Linked DNA regions of Mus musculus: region 1 is linked to region 2. The links are chromatin contacts, called in public HiChIP or PLAC-seq maps. All regions are on one chromosome and are shown on one strand. Each heading gives the region's core, a stretch centred on a gene start, on an enhancer-like site or on the middle of the called end of the contact. The rest is flanking DNA. Distances are from core to core; before and after follow the strand shown.

What was found. HiChIP or PLAC-seq counts read pairs in DNA pulled down with a chosen protein or histone mark.
Region 1: an HNF4G HiChIP or PLAC-seq map of pancreatic cancer cells shows a contact between it and region 2. The contact joins two enhancer-like sites. A contact is called at or near these places in 1 of 15 datasets of contacts at CTCF or cohesin (large pre-B cells), 6 of 484 Hi-C or Micro-C datasets (bone marrow-derived macrophages and embryonic stem cells) and 3 of 115 datasets of contacts at active chromatin or transcription factors (embryonic basal ganglia, extraembryonic endoderm stem cells and pancreatic cancer cells).

The regions. Positions count from the first base shown.
Region 1 is chr17:43,215,889-43,221,804 of GRCm38.p6, reverse strand. No RefSeq gene overlaps it. Among named protein-coding and RNA genes, the nearest start is that of Adgrf1, 52 kb to the left of the region's middle. Within about 2 kb of position 1,879, at least 8 of the 459 cell types and tissues checked have an H3K27ac peak or open chromatin away from gene starts, as enhancers often do. A contact at or near this core is called in pancreatic cancer cells, where this site is marked.
Region 2 is chr17:42,973,049-42,978,757 of GRCm38.p6, reverse strand. No RefSeq gene overlaps it. Among named protein-coding and RNA genes, the nearest start is that of Tnfrsf21, 41 kb to the left of the region's middle. Within about 2 kb of position 3,012, at least 10 of the 459 cell types and tissues checked have an H3K27ac peak or open chromatin away from gene starts, as enhancers often do. A contact at or near this core is called in pancreatic cancer cells, where this site is marked.

The DNA of each region.
Region 1 (5,916 bases), core at 630-3,129, 240 kb before region 2:
CAGGGAGTAGTATTATTTGAATGGATTAGAAGGATTAGGAGGTATAGCCTTGTTGGAGTAGGTATGGCTTTGTTGGAGGAAGTTTGTCCCTGCAGGTGGGCTTTGAGGTTTCTAAATCCCATGCTATAGGCCAGGTTCCCTTTTGCTGCTTGTGGGTCAGGATGTAGAATTCTCAGCTACTGCTCCAGCACCATGCCTATGTGCATCCATGATGCCACAATGATAATGGGCCAACCTCTGAAATAGTAAACAGGCCTACAATTAAATCTTGCCTTTTATAAAAGTCGCTTTGGTCATAGTGTCTCTTCACAGCAGTAGAACAGTAGTAATTAAGACACCATGTCTGTGAAAAACTATCTGGATTGATGACTGACGTGGGAGGACACAGCCCATTGTGAGAAGGTAGGCCTAGGCTGTATGTGAAAGCTAGCTGAGCATGTGCCCATGAGTAAGCCGGTAAGCCACTGGGGATTGGTCTGGTGCTATGTATACAGATGCTAAATTCTGAACCCCAAGAGCTGATTGCTGTCCAGAGGAGTGCATTTTCATATACACTGACCTTTGCTGTGTAAACCTTGCTCCCCAATTTAGAGTTGATTGGTTAATAATAAAAAACAAAACAAATTAACTAACAAACAAAACCAGCCAATAATTGGGCAGAAGAGAAGTAGATGAGATTGGCGTTCCCAAGCTTGGGGTCAGAGGTGGAGCCATGAAGGAGAAAAAAATAAAAAGAGAAGAGAAGAAATGGGAGAAAGAGAGGATGCAGAGAAAAACTGTTTGGTTTTGGAACCCTGGACAAGGGACTGAGGTGCATATTTTACACATCAAAGCAGACCTAGCCTCAAGGTTCTTCCAGCATCCCTCAGTCCCTACCTGGCATACTCTGCCCCCCAGCCCTAAACTTTCCAGCACAAGGGCTAGGCTGCCCTTCCCCCAGAGGCTCTTCCCTATGTAATCCAGACATTTTGCTTTCTCCTCTCTCCCTCCTTTTCCTTCTCTCTCTTCCGTCTCTGCACTCTGTCGCCCTTTCTTTATTTCTCTTCCCCTTCCCCCCTCCCCATAGTGATTTCCCTGGCAGAGGTCCTTGGGGCCAGTGAACTAGTCCAACAGCAGCTTCCCAATAAATCTGCCTTTAATATATAATCTAATCTGACTTGAATTGGTTCTTTTCATTGGCAATGGAGAAATAACCTATCAGGAATGTAGCCTGATGGAGTGGATTCAGCCCAGTCAGGACAAATGACAAATACTGGCAAAGAACTTGGGGTGTGTAGCTGGGAGGTGGCCAGACTGGCTTAGAAAATTAGTTTAAAGGTACCTGCCCAATTATTATGCTTTTAAGCTCATTTGAATAAATCCTTAGATCTCTCTCAATTCCTTGGGAACTAGCTGAGTTAGAAAACTATACAAGATATTAATTATTCCACCACAATAAACAGCACTTCTCCACGGTTTCCTCTCTAAGCTCCTGCCCTGAGTTCGTGCTCTGGCTGGCTTCCCTTGATGATGGACAGTGTAAGATGAAAAAAACCCTTTCCTCCCTAAATTGCTTTTGGTCACCATAGTTATCAAAACGACAGAAAGCAAACTAAGGCAGCAAGTTGAAGGTGATAGGGTCACTTGGTGGAAATGCCAGCAGGCCACTAAGGACACAGACGCTTTCTGTAGCTTCACCCAGGATGGAGGGCTGACAACTTAGCAAGAACATCACCAGAAAAGAAGACCAACCTTTCAGATACCTTAAGATAGAAATCCCAGGTTCCAGAACTGTGACACAATGCATTTCTGATATGTGAATCATCTTATTGTGGAGTTTTGTCACTCAAGCAGAAAGATAAACTGCCCATCCCTTCAAGCACAGCTTCAGGGTCCACCCTGACACATCACACTACTTTGCCTTATCGTGGCTCACTCCTTTGGTGGAATGCACCCTACCGCACCCACCTTTGTCTGGCTTGGTAAACAATTACCCATCTTTCTTTGAGATTTAGCAAGGGCATCCCTTCTAGTGCGAGTCTTACAGAGAACATCCCTTTCAAATGCACGACTGAGCTCTTCCTCCTACTCTGTGACTAGCACTCCTGTCATAGGACATGAAACTGTCAGGACTAGTAGATCATCTGCCCTTGGACCATTCTTAACCTCTGCTTAGTAATGGCACTGCCTGGGTAACTTTAAAGAGAACTATCACGAGCAGCATCTACCCCTGAGATCTGAAGCCAGTAGATACCCCAGTATGGCTCATGTGCAGTCAAGGACGAGGACCACTGTGTGAGGCAAAGCTCACAAAGGTTAGACAGTTGTCCAATAGGTAGGCAGTGCTCCCAAGATATAAAGTGCTCCCAGAGAATAGAAGTGACCCTGAAGGATAGATAATGTTCCCATGGTTTGGGCAGTACTCTGAAGAGATAGGCTGTGCTCCCAAAAGGTAGGTAGTGCTCCCATAGTATAGTCAGTCTTCTCAAGGTGTAGGTAGTGTTCCCAAAGAATAGACAATATCCCCAAAGAGTAGACAATGCTCCAAAGGAAGGGATTTCTGAGTTAATCTATTATTTGCCCTTATCATGAACAGAGGTCAGTTGTGAGGACGAAGTGAATAGGGATTGGGTGAACTGCACGAAGAAGCCCAGGTCTTCTATCCCTTCTATTTCCCACAACCTTTTGGAAAAGGCAGATTTGGGGTTTTTTAGCGCATTAGGCTGAGATCACTCCAAGCTAAGGAAAAGGGAGCATGTTAGTAGTTCTTTAAAACAAACACACAGCCAGGAGCTCATTTTAAATCTCATTTTCCTTCATTCAAATATTTAGAGCAATCTTTCCTCTTCTGAACACAGGACGGCGTGGGAAGGTCGCTTGTCAGCCTGACACTTCTGCTCCCTGTCCCTGTGTTTTCCCTTGAGGAATTCCAAAAAGGAAGCACAATGCTATCTTTAAGTGTTCCCAGTATTTACACCCAACCTTCCCTTGGAAAATGGAGTATGGGAAGATTCCAGGCTTGCTTTTCTTCCAGCATTTCTTCCCGAATCCCAAGTCTCTTCAAAATTCTTTCTCCTCCTAGTATATGATATACTGAACAGGACTTCATGGTTTTCATTTGTCCTATGGACAAAAATGAATGCATACTCTCTACTCACAATTCAGAAAAATGTTTTTTTTTTAGTGTTCTTAAGGGCTAGAGAGACCCCAGTGACATCACCAGAACCCATATAAAGTGAGCCAGACATGGTAGTGTATGCTTCCGATACCAGCACGCTTGAGGTGTGAAACAGTAGCTCCCTGGGGCTTAATGCCCAAACAGCCTCATCCAGTCAGTGATTTCTGGGTCATTTGTGTTCCTTTCTCAAAAAATAAAATAAAAAGGTAGACTGTGGCCTCGGGTCTCCATATGTGTGCACACACCAAAAGAACATTAAAAAGAACAATTGGCGGGACAGTGGTGGCGCTTACTTTTTTAATTCCAGCACTCAGGAGGCAGAGGCTGGTGGATCTCTGAGTTTGAGGCCGGCCTGGTGTGCAGAGCGAGTTCTGAGACAGTCGAAGTTACACAGAGGAGCCCTATCTTCAAAAATAAACCAAAACATTGATAATTGTACTGTGACTAATCAACTATTGATGTTTTAATAAACTTTGTTATAAATGATGTATCTATAGAATGAAAAGTTTGCCATTGATGTCTGTCCTGCATAGGTGTGCATGAGAGAGACAGAACACACAGTGTGGTGAGGTGCCTGGCCATAGTACTGTGCAAACTCACTTCTTTATATATCCGTAAGACGAAATCCCAACCCAATAATGCATTCGACTGAAGGAGTGTCTAACGATTTGGATGAGATGGTCAAGAACTTTTCATAGCTTTTTTTAAAGCATGTGAACACATAGCAGGGGAAAAATGTATTCAAGGTGTCAGGAAATTTTAAAAACAGCGCATTACTGTTCTGTTGCTGCTGGTGCCAAAGACTCAATTGCTAACTTTGAAGGAAGGGTTGGAAAGCCACAACCCACAGGCCAAATCCAGCCACGCTATGTCAGAGAAACGCCCACATCAGCTCCTGCCTTCCACAGCAAAGCCACATGCTTGTTCTGGGGAGGCCTTGTGGTTCACATAGATGAAAATATTTACAGCCTGTTTCTTCATCAGGAGAGAAAAGGAAATTATTGATCTCTGACCCAGAGAAATTCTTTGCAGTTACCAGGGACTCTCAAGTGTAGGGTTTCTGTTTGGGTTTGTTGTTCATTTTAGCTGACTAGGAACTGCATACTCGGGAGACAAGAGGGTAGAGGGGAGTCCACACAACTCTGCTGAATGTATAGAAGGTCACCTCAGATTTGAGATTGGCTATAAGAGGCAGAGGGGTTAGGCTCCTTAGATATTAGATCAATGGCCTCCACCATCACTCCTGTCTTCCATACCCAGAGTCCTTCCATACCCTCTATCCATCACCTTCCATCAGGGCCTTGGTGGGGTAAATCACAATAACTCTAAATTATACATTTCAAAAAAGTTAGACACCAAAGGATGCTGGTTTTGCATGGTACAAAGGATGCTGGTTTTGCATGGTACAAAGGATGCTGGTTTTACATGGTACAAAGCTTCCCAAGGAGCACGTGTCCTTGGATAAATTACTGCAGTGAAATTCTTCAGCTCTGGGGCCAGGCAGGCAGATGTTGGAGTTCTATGATCTGGGAAACCTCCGGAAATGTATGCAGTTTCTTCAGGAAATAAGGAATAAGAGTGGACTCTGCACACGGTTGTATTGACCAATACACATAACAGTGCAGGTTGAACATCCATGGCTGTGGCAATCACACTTGATCAATAGATGCTGTTAGATCAGGATTCGTGAAGACAACTTGGAAATTTTTGAAAAGCAGATAGGCATCTGCTTCTCTCTTTCTTTTCTATTTAACAATTTTTTAGAATTTATTTTATGTCTGAAGGTACATTATAGCCCTCTCCAGGCATACCAGAAGAGAGCATCAGATCCCATTACAAATGGTTGTGAGCCACCATGTGGTTGCTGGGAATTGAACTGAGGACCTCTGGAAGAGCTGTCAGTGCTCTTAACCACTGACCCACATCTCTAACCCATCAGATAGGCATCTGAAGAAGCAGAATTGTTCTTCAAATTGTTGGTCAAAACAATTGAAGGCTGCAGTCTCTATGGAAGTAGAGACTGTGATCATGAGGTACGGCATAGGAGCCTTTGGCATAGGGGTTGAGTTGTAAATCTATCTGTTAGGGTTGTAGTTGGCCTTTTGACATAGGAACTCACATAGCTCATACTAGCTCTGAATTCTCTATGAGGCCAAGGATAGTCTTGAACTCCTGATCGTTCTACCTTGAAAGCTAGACATACGGACATTCACCTCCACCCCATTGCTATTATTATGATGAAGACCATTTTCTGGCTGAACTAGAAATATTTGGATTTTTCGGTTATGCACACTAACAGGGGTTAATCTTTTATGTAGCTCATGTACTAGAAATGTGACCTTAATTTCCTTAAGAGAGTTAATAGATAGCATTCAGAGAGGTATGCTGACCTTCAGAAGCTTCCAGAACCTAACAGCCTACTGTGTCGTCAATGAAGCCAACTTTCCTGTCCAGACATATGTATACTTAATCTAGTCTGCTGAGGTCATTTACCGTGTCCCATATGTGTATGTGTCCAGAGCTGACCATCAGTGACTGGATAAACTATCAGGGGCTTATCCTTGAAGAAGCCACATTCTCCTTTTCTCATCATGTCCTATAATTCTTTATCTAGGGGTGGAGCCTTGTAAGATTTCCCTCATCTATGATGTTATGTCAATGGGTGATGAGCTTGTTCAGGTTTTTAGGCAGCCATACTGTTGACCGTTCATGGGTGCAGCTTCCCTGTCATATATAGAAGACACTACCTCACAGCAGAT
Region 2 (5,709 bases), core at 1,763-4,262:
TGATAGGGGAAGACATCTGAGATCCTCCCCTGGCTGCTGTACACCTACTTACCCACTCACACATACACACACAGCACACACACACAATTTTTAAAAAGAAAAAGTGAGTTGCCAAGGAACACCTCAGAAGAGAGGGCGGAGAGAATTCAGAGCCAGAAGTCGGTAGGCACACTGTAAAACACTCTTTGCTGGATGTGCTATGCCCACTGCACTCATGAATTTATAGCCTCTGTGGTTACCCAGGAGATCAAGCCACTCAACATTTCATTGTGGCTGGGGGAGGGGCGCGGGAAGGACTCCTGGCAGTTAATGGTTGCTAGGATAAGAGAGGTAATTCATTCTCTCTCTCTCTCTCTTGTTTGTTTTTGTTTTTGTTTGTGTGTGTGTGTGTTTTTAATAGGGTTTTTTTGTGTAGCCCTGGCTGTCCTGGAACTCACTCTGTAGACCAGGCTGACCTTGAATTCAGAAATCCACCTGCCTCTGCCTCCCAAGTGTTGGGATTAAAGGCGTGTGCCACCACTGCCCGGCGAGAGATAATTTTCTTAAGTTGCTCATACTCATGGCAGCAACTCTAATTTAAAAAAAAATTTTTTTTTAATTCAAGACAAAGTTTCTCTGTGTAGCCCTGGCTATCCTGGAATTCGCTCTATAAACCAAGCTCGCCTCAAACTCAGATCCACCTGCGTTTGCCTCCAAAATACTGAGATAACAGGTGTGCATCAGCACTGCTAATAAAATTTAGTTGGTCAAACACACAAAGACGTGAGAGGAGGTGGGGCTTGGGAGGAGGCGGGGCTTGGGAGGAGACGGGGCTTGGGAGGAGGAGGGGCTTGTTGGAAAGAGAAAGAGGCTCATTGGGAGTGGGAGGGTAACAGAGGTTGAAAAGGACCAAAATATAGTATGCACATGTAGAAATTTGTCAACGGATAATAAACACTCACTTTAAAAAGTAAAGAAACAAGAAAAGAGGGACAAAATTGAGCTGTGAGCAAAACAGAAAGAGAGCAAAGATTTCTGCCATCGGGAGGATGGCGCACCTTTATTGACATAATTTTAGGTTGCGGAGGTAATGTCCAGAAAACGACTCCTCCTATGCTACATTGATAATACTGAAGGTCCCCTTGATATTAGGAAAACAGTTAGCATTTAGTCTCAGCTCCCGGAGAAACAGGCATCTTTTGATATGGTTGTGGTTTGCTGGAGCTGGGAAATTTGACAGAAGTAAAATAAAATTAAAGAAAAAAAAATCTGTGTATAAAAGTAGCTAGCTGACCCAGTATTAGTAATATACACGACTTAAAGGTAGAAGAAAAAAATGGTTCTTTTCATCATTCATTCTGATAAAACTCTCAACCTACACCTTCTTACCCTGTTACTTTTTTTCCAGTAATTTACAAAGAGAAACTTTTAAGCCTGCTCTCACTGGCACTTAGCTGTCCATCACTCAGCGTTGTGAAGTGGGTTTTTGAATTGTCCTTTTTGCTTTTGCCTTTGTTTTTGTCTCTAGACCCATCCCTGGATATGGGCCAGACCTTGATAGTTTTTAAACCTCTCATTTAAAGACTTTCGTTGACACCTTTGATGTTACACAGCATGACACACACTCTGTGCCCATAACTTCCCAGTAAGACAACACAAAGATTATGCATTTATCTATTAGAAGTAAGATGTACATCGCAGTCTTCAAAACTACTATAATTCTTTAGCGCATACATGAAATAAACTTCAGATTTTCAGGCATTTTTAAAAGGTACATTTATTTTTATGTCTGTGTGCTTTGCCTGCCTGTATGTCTGTGCACTATGTGTGTACAGTGCCCTGGGAGACTAGAAGAAAGTACTGGATCTCCTGGAACTAGAGTTAGAGAAGGTTGTAGCCCCATGTGGGTGGTGGGAAATGAACCTAGGTCCTCTGGAAGAACACCCAGTGCTCCTAACCATTGAGTCAGCTCCCCAGGCACTGCAGACTAATTTTTGACAGTCAGCTAACACTTTTAAAACGATCTGACTAGTTCAGTGGTTAAGAGCACTGACTGCTCTTCTGAAGGTCCTGAGTTCAAATCCTAGCAACCACATGGTGGCTCACAACCATCTGTAATGAGATCTGATTCCCTCCTCTGGAGTGTAAGTACACTACAGTATACTTACATATAATAAATAAATAAATAAATAAATAAATAAATAAATAAATAAATAAATCTTTTAAAACGATCTGACTGTCCTAGATTGTTTGCTCGGTAGGAATTTTACACACATTGCTTATGCTAGCAGTAACTGTAGAGCTGAGAAGTACTGTCCTTCTCTAAGATGCGTGATGAGAACCACCAATAATGTGGTAAAACTTACAACCGGGGGCTGGAGAGATGGCTCAGTGGTTAAGAGCACGGACTGTTCTTCCAGAGGTCCTGAGTTCAATTCCCAGCAACCACATGGTGGCTCACAGCCATCTGCAATAAGATCTGATGCCCTCTTCTGGTGTGTCTGGAGACAGCTATATTGTACTCATATACTTTAAATAAATAAATAAATAAATAAATAAATAAATAAATCTTTAAAACAAAACAAAACAAAAACCTTTATAAGCCGCAGATGTCAGCCCATAAACTTTTCTGGGCTTGTGGACTGGGTGTCGAGTTTCTTCTGAGAGTTTATAGGATGGATCAATAAATATAACATCAAATAATTGGTTTACAGAATTTTTTCCAACACAGAAAGAATTCTGGAGTAGCACCCACCTCTCTCCTCACTAACAGCCTGCAGGCCTCAGCAAACTTTAGATGATTAGCACCAAAAAAATAACCAGGCTTTCCCTAAACTGAAGGCCGAGAAAATACGTGTTTGAGGCCACCACAGTGAGCATGAATTCTGACTCTGACATAACCTCGCTTGGCTGTGCATATAGCCAGGTGGGGCGGGGAGCCCTGTGGAGCGCAGACTACATAGCCATACTACACAGCACCACCAACGCTGTTTCTTCCGCGGCTCCAGTGTGTACGTGTGTCCACCCATCTCCTGTCACCCGATGCTCGCTGCCAGATGGAAAGGAAGCAGAGTTTGGTTTGTGAACTTGGCTAGCAGATTTCCTGAGGCACAGTGCCTCTTCTCCCACGCCACCCTCTCGGCCTTTTCTTCGTACTGTTTACATGCCAGATATTAAAAGGCTAACCATAACACGCTCTCCCCATAGAACAGCAGGAAATACAATAGCTTATCTTCCCTCTTGGCAAATTCCATGGCAGGATGCCAACTTGAAAGGCTTCTCTTGATCTCGATTCTCACATGCTCTCAACCGTTTATTTTCCTTGGCTTGAGGAGATAGGTCAGTGGATAGAGCCCCTTTCCCACAAGTATGAGAACTCCTATCGGATGCCCCCAAACCCATGTAAGTGCCAGATGGGCATGTCTGCCATTTGTAATTGCAACCTGGGAAACTAATGGAAAGAGGGGATCCCCAGAACAAGACGGCTATCTAGATTACCCTTATCCCCGAACTCTGGGTGCAGCTAAGAGAACCTACCTCAGTGACTAAGGTGGGAAGTTACTAAGGAAAAATCTCTGTTAGCCTCAGAACTCTACACTCAACACACACTCATGTGAGCACATGCATGTGTGCCTACACAAATCTAAACGTGTACAATATTACACACACACACACACAGAGAGAGAGAGAGAGAGAGAGAGAGAGAGAGAGAGAGAGAGAGGCACACAAACTTTTATTTGTCCTAAATCAGTCATGATGCTGTGTGTCTGTGATCCCGTAACTCAGGAAGTGGAGGCAGGAAGACCAAGAGTTCAAAGTTATCCTTGGCTATATCAAGGGTTGGAGGCCAGGTTAGGTTATAAGACCCTGTCTCCAAAAGAAAGGGTTCATTGGTGGTACCTTAAAGGTTAGTTGCAATATGAAATCTGAAGTGATAGCCATGCAATGAACTTTCTATACCTTATCCCATTTAAACTCATTGGTCTATCATTTACCCTGTAAAGACTGCCTTGTTCTTCTTATAAGATTGGTCCTAGCAGCTTGCCTTACATACCAACAGATGCACTTACTACTGTAGAGAACGTGTTCCCCAAAGTCAAATTCAAATGAAATTCAAAGTCAAATTTGGCAAGATGTCTTTTAAAAGTAAGATATCAAAATTTTTCTCACATTTGCACCCAAGTGATCATCCACATGAGTCGCCTTGAATCTGAAAGATGCATATATAGCTAAGTATTGCCTGTTATTTCTTTAGATATCAGAATTCTCTCCACTACCATGCACCTGTTTATACTGATGGAATGCAGAACGCCTAGCCCCTTTAGCTGTTCCTACATACCACTGGAAAATGGGTCTGAGGTTACCAGAGTGGTACTCAACCTTAAAGGGTAGTGTAGAATTAAGGTAGGGCCTTGAGGCACCTGTGTGATTCCGTGACAGGAGGGGGAAAGGGCAGAAGGATGAAATGCTAAACAACAAGAAAGAGCATGCAAAGCAGGCGCCTCTGGAGGGCGTTCTTTTAGAATTGAGCAATAGTAGTCACTGGGACTAACTAGGGAGATGGCGCTGCAGTTAAGAGCACATACTGCTCTTGCGTAGGTCTTAACGCCAGCACCTACAATTTATCAATGGGATGGCTTACAAACGTAACTCCAGCTCCAGGGGATCCAATACTCACTTCTGGCCTCCAAAGGCATTTACACTCAGATATCAACATACCCCCACATAGGGCTGGAGACATGACTCAGTGGTTAAGAGTACTGGCTGCTCTTCCAGAGATCCTGAGTTCAATTCCTAGCAACCACATGGTGGCTCACAACCATCTGTAATGGGATTCGATGCCCTCTTCTGCTGTGTATGAAGACAGTACAGTGTACTCATCATATATATATAATAAAAGATAAATCTTTAAAAAATAATAAAATAATTCTTGATTTGGACATTAGGATTTGGGGGTTTTAACAAAGACTAAGAGTGTGTGTGGTAGACATCTTTGAACCCCAGCACTCAAAAAACAGAAGCAGGTAGATCTCTGAAAGTTCAAGGCCAGCCTGGTCAACATAATGAGTTCCAGCCTCACCCACCAGGGCTACACAGTGAGACCTCGTCTCAGAAAAACAACAACAAAGGACTAGAACTTTGTGGTTTGTTTATTAATATTTTATTTATTAATATTTAACACTTACTAAGTTTTTCTCCAAATGCAGAAATATTGTATTCTGAGAAAGTTGAGAAGACCTAAGAATGGAGAAAGTAAAAGTAAACTGGAGAGAAGCCATCATTGTTACTCTTATTCTTTCTTCTACCTTCTCTTGGTTTCAGATGCACTATCAAAGCTAGGGTGTCTTGGTCCTTGTACATTTAATTTTTTTCATTAAACTAATAAAATTTATTTTGAAATATACAACTCAGTATTGATATTTTTAAGTTCATCAAAACAATTTGTAATAGTTAAATGTCTCTTAAATATATATGATATCTTCTGAAGCTAAAAGTAATATGCACTCAACCAGTTTTTAAAAATCTATTTGGAACGTTAAACATGACAGAAGTAGAAAACCATCCCTATGAAAGAAAATTGAGACAAGCTCCTGATTAGACAGAAACCGTTCCATCTCCAAGGGAGAACACTCAGTATAACTGTGACTTCATAGAATGAACTGGGTAGTGTTCCTTCTGTTTCTACTTTGTGGAATAGTTTGAAGAGTATTGGTATTAGGTCTTCTTTGA